Linked DNA regions of Mus musculus: region 2 is linked to region 1. Evidence: chromatin contacts called from public promoter capture Hi-C data. All regions are on one chromosome and are shown on one strand. Each heading gives the region's core, a stretch centred on a gene start, on an enhancer-like site or on the middle of the called end of the contact. The rest is flanking DNA. Distances are from core to core; before and after follow the strand shown.

Region 1 (3,979 bases), core at 1,046-3,545:
AGGTGTGATCTCAATGGGAGAAGCACATTGTTGGGGTGCAGGCTTTGACAATTCAGAATCAACACTCTCCAGAGAGTTTGCTCTGCTTCCTTCTTGCGATTCAAGAGGTTAGAGCGCAGAATCCTGCTCCAACTTCCATGCCTGCCGCTTTTCTACCATGAGTGGACTCTTATCCTTCTGGAGCCATAAACTTCGGTAACTTAGCTTGGCCATGTTTTTTATCACACATGTTTTTAAACACAGTGAGCACAAGCACCATTAAGGAGAAACTGTTCACTTTGCACTGGGCCAATAGGAGAAATCTCCTGTTGTCCAGTTGTCAAGAATCCACCCTTCAGAGGCTCTAACTTGTGAGAATGCAAATTCATTTGAATGGAGAGAACCTGATCTGAGAACAGGACCACAGAAGATCCTTGCTCAAACACAACTGCCTAGGCTAGTGTTGCCCCAGGTTAACTCTTGAAGGCAGGCAGATGCAGTTCAGGGGGCCAGGGTACCTCTCAAGCTGCCAGCAGAACTTGGGAGTCCTATCCACGTGGGCAGGTAACAGCAGCGTTGCCCTAGTTGGAGTACATTTTACTATTTGACTTTTTTTTTCCGAGATAGGGTTTCTCTGTATAGCCCTGGCTGTCCTGGAACTCACTTTGTAGACCAGGCTGGCCTTGAACTCAGAAATCCACCTGCCTCTGCCTCCTGAGTGCTGGGATTAAAAGTGTGCACCACCATGCCTGGCTATTTGTTTGACTTTCTAGATGTTTCTTTTACCATGGAGTTTGTGATGGTTTGTATATGTTTGGCCCAGGGAGTGCCGCTGTTAGGAAGTGTGGCTTTGTAGGAGTAGGTGTGGCCTTGTTGGAGTAGTTGTCTTATTGTGGGTGTGGGCTTTAAAACCTTCGTTTTAGCTGCCCAGAAGTCAGTCTTCTAGCAGCCTTTAGATGAAGATGTAGAACTCTCAGCTCCTCCTGCACCATGCCTGCCTGGATACTGTTGTGCGCTTGCCTTGATGATAATGGACTGAACCTCTGAACCTGTAAGCCAGCCCCAATTAAATGTTGTCTGTATTGTAGGAGTTGCTTTGGTCATGATGTCTGTTCACAGCAATAAAACCCTAAGACAGCGTTCTAGCAGCATTAGCTTCTTCCTGAGATAATGGACTCAAATTAGGAATTTATAATGTATTTATATTTATATTTATTTATTTAACATACATGAGTACACTGTCACTGTCTCCAGATACACCTGAAGAGGGCATCAGATCCCAGTACATATGGCTATAGTCACTATGTGGTTGCTGGGAATTGAACTCAGGACCTCTGGAAGAGCAGTCAGTGCTCTTAACCACCTCTCCAGTCCCAGGAATGTATAATTGTTAAATTCTGTTAATTTGTTCATTATGTGTAGTGTACAGCACGTGGAGGTCAGAGGGCAACTTGTGGGATCTGGGACCTTTCATTGTATACATCCCGGGGTCAAGCTCAGGCTGGCAGCTTTGGCAGCAAACTGGCCTGAAATTTAGAATTTTTATATAAAAATTTCCTTTTATCAAATGATTAACTATGAGAAATTTTTTTTACTACTAACCATTTTTCTTTGTTATGTTAATTAAAATATGTACTCTGGGGTAGTATATTCCAAGAGAGGTATGAATTTCATATTTGCTGTAGTCCTGCTTTTATTTGCGTGTAACTAATTCTCTTCTATTTAACAGTTTTCCATCTGATGGAGAGCGAGGCTGCTCTTACCTTCCTCTCCCTGACATTCAGCCTGGTGTGGCTTCAGTGTGTGTGTGTGTGTTTGTGTGTGTGTGTGTGTGTGTGTGTGTCTTAGACCTCTGGTCCTCTGTCTGACATCCAGTCTGGTGTGGCTTCAGTGTGTGTGTGTGTGTTTGTGTGTGTGTGTGTGTGTGTGTGTGTGTGTGTGTGTGTCTTAGACCTCTGGTCCTCTGTCTGACATCCAGTCTGGTGTGGCTTCAGTGTGTGTGTGTCTTAGACCTCTGGATTCTGTCTGTATGCACACTCTTTCTTTCCCGGGGGAGGAGGCCCTTTCCTTCCACAGTTTACTTTTTCAAAATTCAACTTCAGATTGCAAAAATGAGGCCCTAAGGAAACCTCTTTGTCTTGCTCACAATGTGCCAGGCAGCGTCTTGTTTCCGGTGTGTGTCTTGTGTCGTGGCCCATCTGCTGATACAGCATTTCTGTTATTTTCAGTAAATGAGAGGAAAACATTTCCCCCATTAGTGCTTAGAAGCAAAGAGGAGCTGCTCGGCGCTCAGCACTTCTCCGGATGAGATAAGTGTGCAGTAGATTGATGCTCTCCTCGGCTTGGTCAGCCAGCTTATGTGTGGGGATGTTGTATGTTCGGTTGTTTGCTCTTTACTTCTTCATGTATTTTTTTTTCTTTTTAAAAATTTGGTGCCACTTAAGACATGAAATTTGATCCTGTGCAGAGAGCGTTTCTGGGAAAACAGATGGTTCTGCTTTTTTTTTTTTTTTTTCCTCACTTCAAGCAGAAAGCCTCACTCTGCTATCAAACATAGGAGATTATGTCCAGACTGATATCAATAAACAGAGATTTCAGATCATCCAGATGACTACTGGCCAGATCCTACAAACTGCCAGCAAGCATGAAACAATTCAGATGAATTATGATAAAGCAAATGAACTATTGCCAGAACACAGACAAGAAAGAAGGTTTTATGCTGGGCTTGTATGTGACGGGAGAGGAGGGACGGGGATGTGCAATTTCAGAGCACTCTTTTCCCACAGTGGGAGGAGGTTTCCCAGCAGGCTTGATGTTTCTCTGTCAGTCTTCAGTCAAATGAATAGTCTGCCCTAAGAAATTGGAACATCTTCTGTGCATAGCCCGATAATGGCAACACATACAAACACTACAGAAATGCAACCTCACATTTGAAGGCAATTCTAGTAATTTATAAAAGCCGTACACTTTTAACATTTCAGTTATAATTGACATGGAGAAATTCATACCGTTTAGCTCAGCACTGTGAGTTTTGACAGTTCAGAGTCATGCAATTAGCACCACAATTAAGACACAGAACGAACCCATTATTTACACGATCCCCTTGTGTCCTTTTGAAGATGGCTTCTGTCCCCGGGTCCTGCCTGGCAATCACTGGTCCATTTTCTGTGCCTGTGCTTTGCCTTGCCCATGATGCCTGAGTGACGTCACGGAGATGAGCTCTTTGAACTGACTCCTTCTGAGGCCCATGCATTTGAGATTCCTTCGTGCCACTGAGTAGGGTCCACCGTGTGGATGTTGCTCCAGTTTGCTGACCTGTTGTTCATCAGTAGAACGAGACTCATTTTCTTTTCGTTCCTTCTGCTTTTTTTGATGATTACAAATAAAATGACTGGGAGAAAGGTTGCTCAGGACAGGCCAGCTTTATAGGCAGCAGCAGATTGTGTCTAGCAGCTTGGGAGAGTGGCGGGTGCTCCCACCTCAGCCCTCCCCACCTGTCCTAGTGTGTTCTACTGCCTCCTTTGATGTAAGCCGTGGGACATCTTCTCAGCCATACAGTATGGAACACCTCATGATGTGACTAACACCATGGAACACTTTTGCTGCACTGAGTGAATTATCTCTGCAAAGCTTTTGTGTCTTTAAATTTTTGGATTATTTATTTCTTATGGAGCTTTGATAGGGCTTTAATTAGAAGACAAATTCTTTATCAGGCTTGTGTTTTGCCAATATTTCTCTCTGTCTGGTATTCCTCTTTATCATTTAGCACTGCCTTTTTGCAGAGCAGGAGTTTTAAATTTTGATAGTTAAAATTTAATTAAAATTTTGAAATAATTGAACTGTCCTTTGGTATGTCTAAGAAATCTTTGTCAAGGTCACAGCTTTTTCTGGTATATTTAATTTGAAAAGTTTTATACCTTTAGTTTTGCAGTTAGGTCTGTGATTCACTTTGGGTTAATTTTTGTTTACAGAGTAAGGTGTGGAGTAAGTGTGTGCGTGA
Region 2 (3,979 bases), core at 792-3,291, 2.1 Mb after region 1:
TAGCTCATGCATTGGGAAGGTACCTGGGTCCATAGGCAGTTCTTGAGGTCTTTGATAAGCAAGATGGAGCCAATAACACCCACCTAGCCAACAGTCAATGGACTGACTGCAGTCAGGCATAGCCAGACCATGATGAGGGTTCACTAGCAGGCTGTCTATGAGGCAAGAAGAGATGTATGATGTGAACAGAACATATTCTTGTTTTCCCTTGTCCTCATCCACACCAGTAGTCTGCTGGACCTAGGCTGAAGTGGGAAACAAAATAGGAAGAACCTTGGTTGATGTCTCCATACCCACAGAATAAAAGCACTGGCTTCATTTTGTGATAGCAATAGAAAAATCTTGCCACTGATAACATGCATGCTTAAAATGGACACAAAGCCCAGCTGACTGGCCATGAAGTAGCATAGCTTGAATATCCATCTGGACAATGACTCAGAATGTCCAGGTGAAAGGAAAGTGGGAAGAGCCAGAGCCAAGAACAGGGACTGGATAGTGTAGAGAAAGTCATATATCAGAAGTGATTGATACACAAACAGTGAGAATGTCACACATGCAACACTATTGTGACAAGGTGAGGTCATGGGGAAGCAGAGAATATTATCACAAATGTCACATTCTTGAAGATAAGTCCAAAGTGGCTACCATGTATGGTATGAACAGAAGGCAGACAACCAAACCCACGTGGTCAGCCTAACAGGTCCAGCAAGAGGTGGTAGGGAGATCTGTGTCGGATCAGTTGGGCTGCCTCACTGCAGGTGCAGGGCTCAGTTTTGCTGGACCTGGCCTTTCTTCCTTTCCTTTCTCTCCACGGGCTTCTTCACTGATCAGGTAGTACTGTAGAGGATTGGGCCACAGGTCCTCATTAATTATCTCAACAATCTTGTCAGACTCAATAGAGCTGTGATTTGAAAACCACCCAAAGAAGCTACCATTGTTTTCTGGGTTTTCCTTGCTTAGGGATTGTAGATCATGGCCTGGGAGCCACTGGATTGGAGCTGAACGAGACACCACTTGACCGGATGGACCACAGCCATATTCCTTAATGAGCACCTTGTTTTGGAAATAGGGGTTTCGGCCAAAGTAGAACTTGATTTTGTAGCCCAACCTGGCAAGGCCAAGTTCTTCCACCTCCAGTCTGTTCAAATAGCTCAATACCTCCTTATCTTTGGTATTCAGAAAAGCTGACAGCTGGGGATGGTTCTGAAAAGCTTGCCCCCAGAAGCCCGGAATGCTCTGGATGAGGAGGTTCCGGCGCTCTAAGTGGTGAAGTCGCAACTGGCCAAACTTGCGTGAAAGCCTGAGATATGCCCTGTCAGCCTGTGCATTCATGGTCTCTAGCTTTAGCTGGACCGTCTCTAGGGTATCCATGCTGCCCACTGTCGCGGGAGACCCTGCCCCAGCATGCTTCTCTGTCATCTTTTTTTCCTCCCCCACTGGAGCAGCGGCGCACAACCCCGCAGAGGCCATCTTCGGCTTCCCACTAACTGTGGCCTGAGGTCCCCTCCCCGTGGCGCTCCGAGTATCTGGGGCCTTCCTCCCGGGGACTCGCCGATTTCCAATGCGGGAGCCGCGTCGCAGCTTCGCCAAGGCTCCCACGGTTCCCACGAAGCTGGTGTCGCTGGTCAGGCGCTCGGCGAGGGAACGGGCCCTCTCCAGGTCCGGATCAGGGGCCGCCAGCCCGCGCTCGTCTGCAGCCCGAGCCCGCAACGCCAGGCCGCAGTCCAGCGGGAGGCGGCAGGCCGCCTCTTCCCGCAGCTCGGCTGGTTCGGCGCCTCCTTGAGCTGCGCCGGCCTGCACCTGCGCGGCCGCGGAGTCCTCCCCGAGCCGCGGGCTCTGTGGTGGCTTTTCGTCGTGCCAGGCGTCTTCCGCAGCGGCCCGGACCCGGGCTCTGGCCCGGCCTTTGCCCCGGCCTTTGGCGCGGGAAGACTTTCGACCCCTACTCCGTCCGCTCATGGTGCCAGAGAACAAGGTTTCAAAGCCGCTACCAGCCCAGGGTCTCTACGAAGCTGGCCTCTCCATGGCAACCGTGACGTCACCACGGCAGGACCCACTGCACCCAGTGATTGGCTCCGCTCAGCGGCTGCGTACCAGCCCACCCTCACATGCTACACGCCCTTAGTCTTATTTTGCAGTTAGAAAGTTAGTTTCCACCTGTGCTTGGCCTTGGTAGTGTTGCTGACTCATCTCCTATCATTGATAGCAAGCGTGTCCCCAGGGGTTCATAAGACAGAGCCATTGCTCCTACAGTGACATCGTAAAGGCACCCACTACCGTCTCCATCAATTTTCTAAGTATTTTTCCTCTTCTGTTATTTTCTGTGACATCTCTCATAATTAATTGGTCATCGGCATGTCTGTCTCATTACATAATTATTCTACTGTAAGATTTGTCCCAACGATTCAACTCTAGGGAATGTGAAAGCCAGAACCATAATATTTATGTAAAATGACTTAGAAAGAATAAAAAAGTAACATACAAGGCATTTTACTGAATACTAATTTTACATTATCTCTGTTCTTGAAGGAGGTATTCTTGTTCCCAGTTTCCTGATAAAATGGCAACTGAGGGCTGGTGTTAGTTACATCTCAGTGATAAAACAGTTACTCAGCATGTGGGAAGTCCTGGATTCAGTCCTTAGTGAGGAGGAGGATTCAGTCCTTAGTGAGGAGGAGGAAGAGCAGGTGGAGAGGAGAGGGATACTAAGGAACATTCTGGAGACTATACAGCGAAGGAGAAAAAGGCTTGGCCTAATTATGTTACCATGCTACCATAATCTGTTGGCCCTTTGCAAATGGCTATGGTGACTCCTAAGCTGTTCAGCATGTTAACAAATTCCAAACTCCTTGCCTAGGCACAAATCCTCCAGCTGCCTCAGGTCTACACAGAGTAACGCTGTGAATCCCAGTCCAGAGCCAGAAATAACAGGCCTGAGTCCAAGCTCCTGTAATTGGGATAGGACACACATAGAATAAAAATACCATTCTAGGAGTAGAGAAGGATTTCCAGGTGAGATTTTTGAGACAGAGGGTTTACAGGAGTAGTGAGGGAGGGAGCCCTAGAAATTTTTCATAGCCTACAGAGAATCAGCCAGAAAACCTGTCTGGCACTCCTAAAGAAACCTCATATCCTATAGCAGGGCTACAGCACCATGAGTACTGAGGGAATGCATGACAAATGTGAAGAGAAACTTTCTGAGTGGATCTTCCAGGTTCAAACACCACAACACCCTTGCAGTGAAAAACAGAGAAGTAAGCCTAGCCGTTGGGCAGGATATGGAAGCTTGCTCAAGGTGCACAAGAACTACTAGATCAGCAACTAAATGTTAACAAGCTCTCGGCCAGCTTTTATTTTTATTTATTTTAGATATTTTCTTTATTTACATTTAAAATGTTATACCCTTTCCTTGTTTCCCCCTATCCCATCCCTCCTACCCACCTGCTTACCAGCCCACCCACTCCTGCTTCCCTATTCTGGCATTGAATTCTTCCCTACACTGGGGCATTGAATTTTCACAGGACCAAGGGTCTCTCTTCCCATTGATATGCCACAGGGCCATCCTCGGCTACATATGCAGCTGGAGCCATGGGTCTGTCCATGTATACTCTTTGGTTGGTGGTTTAGTCCCTGGAAACTCTGGGGGTACTGGTTGGTTCATATTGTTGTTCCTCCTATGGGGCTGCAAACCCCTTCAGCTCCTTGGGTACTTTCCCTAGCTCCTTCATTGTGGATCCTGTGCTCAGTCCAATAGTTGGCTGAGAACATCCACCTCTGTGTTTGTCAGGCACTGGCAGAGCCTCTCAGATATATGGAGCTCCTGCCAGCAAGTACTTGTTGGAATCCACAATAGTGTCTAGATTTGGTAACTGTATATGGGATGCATCCCCAGGTGGGGCAGTCTCTGGATTGTCTTTCCTTCAGTCTCTGCTCCATACTTTATCTCTGTATCTCCCTACATGGGCATTTTGCTCCTTAGGCA

What was found. Promoter capture Hi-C pulls out the DNA fragments that hold promoters and counts their contacts.
Region 2: a contact with region 1 is called in a promoter capture Hi-C map of hippocampal neurons, with 4 times the contacts expected there. The contact joins the promoter of Tspyl5 here to the enhancer-like site in region 1. A contact is called at or near these places in 5 of 39 promoter capture datasets (the 3T3-L1 cell line, cranial neural crest, hippocampal neurons and 2 more).

What each region holds. Positions count from the first base shown.
Region 1 is chr15:31,625,221-31,629,199 of GRCm38.p6, forward strand. No RefSeq gene overlaps it. Among named protein-coding and RNA genes, the nearest start is that of Gm32383, 8.5 kb to the right of the region's middle. Within about 2 kb of position 2,296, at least 38 of the 459 cell types and tissues checked have an H3K27ac peak or open chromatin away from gene starts, as enhancers often do. A contact at or near this core is called in hippocampal neurons, where this site is marked.
Region 2 is chr15:33,685,842-33,689,820 of GRCm38.p6, forward strand. Tspyl5 (testis-specific protein, Y-encoded-like 5) reads right to left here and starts at 2,042. Exons shown (of 1, transcript NM_001085421.1): 1 at 1-2,042. The coding sequence starts at 1,956. The coding sequence ends at 736.